2 separate regions of the Mus musculus genome follow, and region 2 is linked to region 1. The links are chromatin contacts, called in public promoter capture Hi-C maps. All regions are on one chromosome and are shown on one strand. Each heading gives the region's core, a stretch centred on a gene start, on an enhancer-like site or on the middle of the called end of the contact. The rest is flanking DNA. Distances are from core to core; before and after follow the strand shown.

What was found. Capture Hi-C pulls out chosen DNA fragments and counts their contacts.
Region 2: a contact with region 1 is called in a promoter capture Hi-C map of adipose tissue, with 4 times the contacts expected there. The contact joins the promoter of Yap1 here to the promoter of AV064505 in region 1. A contact is called at or near these places in 10 of 39 promoter capture datasets (the C10 cell line, the HPC-7 cell line, HPC-7-derived erythroid cells and 7 more), 1 of 484 Hi-C or Micro-C datasets (nephron progenitors) and 3 of 9 other capture datasets (adipose tissue, liver and pancreatic islet).

What each region holds. Positions count from the first base shown.
Region 1 is chr9:7,693,766-7,697,884 of GRCm38.p6, forward strand. AV064505 (expressed sequence AV064505) reads right to left here and starts at 1,866. Exons shown (of 4, transcript NR_126562.1): 1 at 1,729-1,866. It overlaps Mmp7 (matrix metallopeptidase 7), which reads left to right. Exons shown (of 6, transcript NM_010810.5): 2 at 1,391-1,617; 3 at 1,703-1,851; 4 at 2,282-2,410; 5 at 3,823-3,984.
Region 2 is chr9:8,002,171-8,006,289 of GRCm38.p6, forward strand. It overlaps Yap1 (yes-associated protein 1), which reads right to left and starts at 2,426. Exons shown (of 9, transcript NM_001171147.1): 1 at 1,945-2,426. The coding sequence starts at 2,220.

The sequences.
Region 1 (4,119 bases), core at 616-3,115:
TTTAATCCCAGCACTTGGGAGGCAGAGACAGTAAATGTGTGCCTGCCCCTAGGAAGGGTCTTTAATGCCTGCGTGAATTGCTGTTGTCAATTGTCTTGCCTCTTCATATTCTGGTTGAAGATCTCCCATCCCATTACCAGACCCCAGGATACTTGGGGATCCAGTTATGCTTGGGGAGATCTGGGGTTCTGTTTTATTCTGACACCTCCTAAATGGGCTATGGGGAGAAAGAGGAAAAAGGAAAAAGGGACTACAGATAAGGTATCTCCAGACCAGGTCTGCTGCGGACTCAGTGTGTGAACCTGAACAAAGAAGCCTGTGGATGGTATGATATGTGGTCTCTTCCTGGACTGTTAAGTCAGACTACTTAAACTAACAATCACCTGACTTCTTCTCCATATGGAATTAATAATAACCAGATGGCAGCAGCTCTCGTATGGCTAGTGAACCTCACATCGCCCCATAGGGTCTAACTATGTCTAACAAACTCTCTCTCTCTCTCTCTCTCTCTATGTGTGTGTGTGTGTGTGTGTGTGTGTGTGTCTGTCTGTCTCTCTGTATGTATGTGTGTATAAGTGTGTATGTATGTGTGGTTTTGTGTATATGTGGCTGTATGCATGTTTGTGTATATGTATGTATATGTGTATGTATGTGTGTTTATATGTGTACATGTGTTTATGTTTGTATGTATATGTGAGTCTGTGTGTGAGTATGTGTATGAATGTGTTTGTGTGTATGTGTATATATGTGTGAGTATGCAAGTGTGTTCATGTATGAGTATGTGCATGTGTATGTGTGTACATGTATGTATAGTGTATGCATGTGTGTGTGTATATATATATATATTGTATATTGTAAGTATGTCCATGCTTGTGCATGTATGTGTGTGTATGTGTGAGTGTGTGTGTGTTTGTATGTGTGTGTCTGTGTGTAGGCCATAGTTTGATACTGGGCATCTTTATTGATCCTCCTGTCTCTCCCTCCCTGGCATTGGAGTTACAGAAGCACCCAATTTTTAACATAGGTTCTGGGAATCAAACTCAGATTTTTGAGGTAAGCTCTTCTCTGACTAAGACATTTCCCCAACCTTTCTTGTGCTTGCTGAAGACACACTGACACTTCTAACTACTCTAAAAATAAGAGCAAGCTTTAGAAAGTGGGTAGTGTGTTTATCCTCCAGGTATGCACGGAGAATACAGTATGCTATGACATTTTTCTCTCCGTCTTATGCAATAGCATAATATTCCATCTCCCCTCACCAGTAATACTTGCTTTATTCCATAATTGCATAACAATTCTGTCTTCAAATTACTATCTAAATCCATAACAACGTCATGTATAAGGGATGCAGATTTTCAAATAAAAGATTTTTTTGTTCTCTGTCTACCAGAATTATCTTAGAAAATTTTACCCTCATGACTCTAAAACAAAGAAGGTCAATAGTCTAGTGGACAACCTCAAGGAAATGCAGAAGTTCTTTGGCCTGCCCATGACTGGAAAACTCTCCCCCTACATCATGGAAATAATGCAGAAACCTAGGTGTGGAGTGCCAGATGTTGCAGAATACTCACTAATGCCAAACAGTCCAAAATGGCATTCCAGAATTGTCACCTACAGGTGAGGCTCATTTTAGCTCATTCTGGTGGAGGCAACAAAACCCTTTTCCTGAGAACGCAAACACTGAATTCTTGTGTGCCTTCAGAATTGTATCCTATACTTCAGACTTACCTCGGATCGTAGTGGATCAAATCGTGAAAAAAGCTCTCAGAATGTGGAGTATGCAGATCCCACTGAACTTCAAGAGGGTTAGTTGGGGGACTGCGGATATCATAATTGGCTTCGCAAGGAGAGGTAAGAATGGCTCCTTCAGGCTAATCCTGTGTGCTGTTTATATTAGTGTTCTCCTTTCAAAATTTAAGTCCTTTCATGAGCACTCAAGTCAGCTTTTATTGGTGAAACATATGTTTAACTTATGGGAGAGGGTTTGATTTCTATTTTCAGTATCACACACATGCACACGCACACACACACACACATACGGTTTTAAGATCCTTCAGTATACAATGGTCGACAATGATAATCAGAGGATCTAATAAAAGCCAGATGCCTGGACCAGATCCACAGCCAGCTCATTCTCTGTGTTAAACTGACTATTGGTACCAAGAGGGTCAACCAATTGAACTGGCTTCTTTCTCCAATATTCATAATCACATGATTATGGAGAGAGTAGAAGGCCAAGAAAAACCTAGACACTGATAGTAATTACTGTGTGCTTTTGCAGATCATGGAGACAGCTTCCCCTTTGATGGGCCAGGGAACACTCTAGGTCATGCCTTCGCACCTGGGCCAGGCCTAGGCGGAGATGCTCACTTTGACAAGGATGAGTACTGGACTGATGGTGAGGACGCAGGTACAGTATCCTATGTCTCTTCTATGATCATTGCTTTAATTATAATCATTAGAGGCCCCTTAAATGTCAAGTAATATACTAGATGTGTTAAATGTTTTATCTCATTTAATATTTTCTTTTTTTAATTTGTGTGTGGTATATGTAGAGACCTACTTGATAGGAAAGAACTGACTGTCACAGGTTGTCCTCTGACCTCCATATTTGTACTGTGGCACAAGTATACATATAGGCACAGATTAAATAAAAATAAATAAATAAGATAAGATAAGATGGGGTGAGAGATGGAATGGGATGAGATAAGATAAGATAGGATATGAACCAGAAGAGCAGTCAAAGCAGTTAGCTGCCCCTACCTAGCCCAAAGCTAACATAAAGATCAAAGTTAAACTCATTAACTATCTCAGAACTTGAGGCCACAAAGAACAGCTTCTAACTGACTACAAAATTAAAGCCAACACTAACCATATGCAGTGAATTTAATTATGTCTTCCTTGGTAACCCAAGGAGATGGACATAGTTCTCACACCCAAGGCTCCCAAAAATGCTCTGGTCAGAACTTCTCCACAGAAGCTTCAACACAGAGATTTGAAGTAACTGGGTCAGTCCCCAGTGCATTCTGTCCCCTCCCCCACCCTCCCCACCCCTCCCCAACACCACCTCCTCAACACCCCACTTCGCCTTCCAGAAAAGCATATAATTCTTTCCCTGAATTCTGGTTTCATAAAGAACTACTGTAGACACTTTTTCTGTTCTCCTTTGGCTCCTTATCTGGGAGGTTGGTTTAGGGTATATGTTCTTAACCTTAGGTTACTCACTGAAGGACCAAAGTTCTTTTTATTTCTATTTTAATTTGAATGTGACATGTCCCCATGAATGCCTGCAATTGCACACTTGGTTCCCAGTTGGTGGCACAGTTTAGGAAGGTTATGGAGCCTTTAGAAGGTGACATCTTGCTGGGGGAGGGCAGGCTTTGATGGGTTATAGCACCCTACCTTATGCTCCCTCGCTCTCTCTTCCTCTCTCCCTCCCTTCCTTCCTCTCCCTCCCCCTGTACCTCCCCCTCCCTCCCCCACTCTCTGAGTCTCTCCCCTTGTGTATATATGAAATTGATCTACAGATTGCTTTCCTGCCACCAGCTGTTGCCATAACTTCTTTGACATTATGGATTCCATCCCTCCGACAACATAAGCCAAAATAAACTCTTCCTTCAGTTGCTTAGGACATGGCGTTTGTCCCCACCACGGAAAAGCAAACAATGCACTCTCCTTTCAGCCTCCTCCCTTTGAAGGAAGTAACCAATAACTGAGGAAACCTGGGGACTAGGTAGTCTTTTGCATTATAATGTGATAGATTTATTACAGGCATTTATATAGTTATTTTAATATTTACCATATGCATTTCCCTGTCTGTAGGAGTGAACTTCCTGTTTGCTGCCACCCATGAATTTGGCCACTCTCTGGGTCTGAGTCACTCTTCTGTTCCCGGTACTGTGATGTACCCTACCTATCAAAGAGACTACTCAGAAGACTTCAGTCTTACAAAGGACGACATTGCAGGCATTCAGAAGTTATATGGTAATAATCATGGCTTTCAAAAAGAGACTGTCGGGCTTGAAAGATGCCAGAAAATAGGGACTTGCCTGGAAAACCACAGGGGGACTGAAAACCTATGCACTAGGACAGCAGAATGCAAGATTCGCCTGTGTGAGA
Region 2 (4,119 bases), core at 1,176-3,675, 310 kb after region 1:
CATTATAAATTATACAACATTTAATAAATTCAAACTCTCAGAACTGCACCAATGCTAAAAGCTCCTCAATGAAGAGAATAATAGGCTAGCCCTTTTTGTGCCTAGAGAAAGACTTTTTCAATTCAATTATAATTTGTGGATTCACACACTTATAATAGCTGGGTGAGGGACAAAAGAAAAATCTGCAAAGACCCCAATGATTCAAATTTGGGTCCAATCAGACCAGTGTTAAGACAGGGGTCAGGAATAAACTTGTGTGTAAATGAGCTTTTCCAAGCGAGAGGATATAGGGCTAGAAGACTTCTCAGGCAGGGGCCTGTGGATGATTATTTACTAACTCTGATACATACCATTCACAGTCCAATCCTTTTATTGGAATTAGGGTTTCTCAAAACGTTTTTCTAGATTTATGTTGATAAGGAAACTGAAAAGACCCAGCAGTCATTTAAAGCCCCATAGGAAAACCCCGTTTTTGAGTTTCCAGATAGATTGAATTTTAGGAAACCATTAGCGCACAGAAAAGGTAAATTTATTGACGAACAGCTCTCTTAAAACGCTTAGAGAGAATGCAAATGTACCCACGAACGGCCCAGTGGAAGCCAGTATTACAAGTACACTTTCCCGGGTTCATTCCTTCTGACTTCTAAGTGCTACAAAATGGAGCGTTCAATCTGTGTATTCCTTCAAAGTTGCCCCAGCGGTTTCTCGATTGCATGTCACATACGTTTAGTTCAGCGAGTACAGAAACTCACTTGTGGGGGAGGGAGCAAATAGTATCTAGGTCTACTGTTGTTACAAATTAAGAGTTTATTTAGCCGAGCAGCTAGATAACTTTTCCTTCCTTCTTAAGAGGCTTTTTGTAGGGAGGTTAATCGAGATTTTCGAAGCTTCAAAAACCCCGTTCTACAACAAGCCTGCCTAGGAGGGGGGGCTGGAGTGGGGGCGGCAACTCTTCTTTCCACTCAAGTTACAGCCCGAGTGGGCTAACGACATGGCAGTGTTTGGAAAACCAATTAAGTTTTGGGCAAAGTTCCTGTGCTGCTTTAGCCTAAAGCAAGTTCTTTAAAAATTAAGTAATTAAAAGCGGGGGGAGCGACACTAAAGAAATCTACCAGGACCTATCGGAATGTTAATACTTTGAAACGGTTTCACTTCTGTGCTGGATCCAGTTGGGAAAATAACCAGGCGTCGTGGATACGGATAAGCAGCCATGTTCACATCCGCAGTCAGTTAAAGAGCAATGGCGAGCTTGGAATTAGTCATTGCTTCCCAAACATTACCTTTAATCACAGTTGAGCCGGGCAGAACTCGGCCTATGAGTCAACCTGCAACGCGCTATCAAAGGCCGGCGCAGAAACCTCTGCACCGTGAGCGCAGCCGAGCTCCTGCGCAACACACAGACGTGGCTCATTTAAAAGCTTTCGGGCCGAACAGTAAATAATAGGTTACGATTTAGGAAAAGGACACGTGAGCCCACCGAGTGTGAAAGGATCCCGCCCGCGCGAGTTCCAGGGCACGGCGGAGGCGAGTGGGGGGTCGAGGGAGCTTCGCTCGGGCTGGGGAGCCCGAACCCTGCATCCGGAGAGCGCCTGGGCCGCGAGAACAGAAAAGCTTTCGGGAGAGGGAGGGGGAGGGGACCGGGAGAAGGAACCAGAAACTCAATGGACCAGTTCAACCCCCACCCCTCACCGGCACGCGAAAACAAGAGGGCAGTTAACACAGCTCCACCGGAGACTGCAGTGGCGCGGGAAGGGGAGATCGGGTACCCCCGGCTGGGGTCCCGCACAAGACGCCGGCCCCCTCCCCCTCCTCCCCTCCCCCTCGTCAGAGCGAAGGTGCGGAGCGGAGGCGCGCGCATTGTGCACCCCCCCTGCGGCCAACTCCGCGAAAACAACCCCCAGCACCGCACCCCCACGCGGCCCCGCGCCCCCGGGATACCCTTACCTGTCGCGAGTGGGACTTGGGCTCAGGCGGCTTGAAGAAGGAGTCGGGCAGCTTGCGAAGCCGCATGGGCACGGTCTGAGGCACGTTGGCCGTCTTGGGGTTCATGACGGCATTGAAGAGCGCCTCCAAGTCGGTCTCCGAGTCCCCGCGGACGTGCACGACCTGGTGGCCGGCCGGGGGTGCGGGCGGGGCCGCGGGGGTCCCGGCCGGAGACACGGACGGCGGCGCGGGGCCTTGCGGGGCCGGCTGGGGCGGCGGCTGTTGCGCGGGCTCCATGGCTGCGGCCTCGTTCGACGCTCGGGGCACTGCGCTCAGGTTCGGGGGGCTGCGACGCGCGCCCGCATCGCCCTGCACTCCTTGCCCGAGGCCGCCTCCCCTCTCCTCCCCTCCCCTCCGCGAGCTCCTTCCTTCCTCCCTTTCTTTGCCCCCGGCCGCGGCGGCGTCCCAACTGAGACAGAAACTTTGGCTCCAGACGCCCAAACTAAAAAGTTGCGAGGAGCGCCCGCCCGCGCGCCTCGCGGGCTCCGCCTCCTCGACGCTCTTCCTTCCTCTGCGCGCCCGCCCGCACCGAATCCGCGGCCCGCGGCCCCCGGGGAAACTTTCCCTGCGCGTCGCTACATTCCTGCAGACTCCCGGCCGCACGTGACCCGGGGGCGACCGCGCTGCGTGCGCACCCACCGGCCGGCCCCGAGCCGCTCGGCTGCGGGCGCAGATCCTGCCGGACCCGCGCGCAACGCCAAGGCCGCGAGGAATCGGGACAACCGGCTTGGTAGGGTGGATGCAAAGGCCACACTGTTCACCCGCACTAAGGTTAATCCGGTCCGCGTTTTAACATTGATTCCATTTACCACCAAGTTTGAAGAAGAAACAACAAAACACTTGAGGGCGGGTGCAAATGATTTCAAAGTGAAGCTTGGAAACCAGGAGTTGCACTGGGAGTACCTTACAAAAGGAAACAGTATTACTTTTTAAATTTTGTTTTAAACAGGCTTTACTCTGTAGTCAAGGATATCCTCCAACTCTTTGTGCCACAGCTTCCACAGACAGCTAGGATTCCAAGCCAGGGCCTCTGCTAGCCCGGTTTTTGTAGGTTCATAGGTTCGTCCTTTTTCTTTTCTTTTTTCTTTTTTTTCTTTTCTTTCTTCCTTCCTTCCGCTCCCCCTTTCTCCCTCTCCTTCCTTTTTCTTCCTTTTTGTGTTTCTAATTATGTACAAGTGAGCACAGGTGAAGGTCAGAGGACCATTTGTGGGATCTGTTTTCTTCTTGGTTGTGGGTCCCAGAAATCGAGCTCAGGTACCCTGAACCATCCATCTCATGTTGACTACCCTATTTTGCTGTTTTGAGTCAGGTTCCTATGTAGCTAAGGCTTTCCTCCAATTCACTACATAACTGAGGCTAGCTTAAAATTTCTGCTCCCCCTACCTCAGCCTATAAAGGGCTCAAATAACAAATGTGGGGCACCTTGCTCAGCAAACTTTTTTTTTTTTTAAGTGAAAAGTCAATTTTTTAACACCAAAACTTGACATTTCTTTGGGAACTTCAACTCAAAACATAAGTCACTGTTTAACCTCATGGAGCATTGTGGGTTTTCCTCTTGTGTTTAGTACAAGGGTAAACAATGCAGGGTAGACTAAGAAATGAACCTCAATGGAGATTACCTTAGCCCCTGATTCTCTGTGTGTCAGTCTTTTATCTATCAGGAGCCTATCTGGAATCACTCCAAAAATGATAAAAATCTGTTCGTGTTTTTTAAGTTAATTATTTTGTATTGGGTGTTTTGCCTGAGTTTATGTCTTTGCCTTGGTTCCACAGAGGTCCAAAAGATGGTATTAGATTCCATGGAATTGGAGTACAACTGGTTGTGAACAGCCACGTGGGTACAGGGATTCGAACCTGAGCCTTCTTAGGAACCAGTACTTTTAGTGACCGGCCCTCTCCTCAGCCCCTTGTTGAAGTCATGAGCTACAAAACAAGAACTGGTTTTAATGAGGTATAACTGACATAACTATATAGTCTTCCACTTAAGCAGTTTGGTGCTTTTTGAGTGTATTCCCAGAGTTGTGCAACACTGACTTTAAACACACAAATTTCTTCTCCAGAAATCTGGTTTCTTGTTCTAATGATTTTGTCTGCAGTGTGAGTGAAACGGGTATAAATAGGATTAAGCAAAGAAAG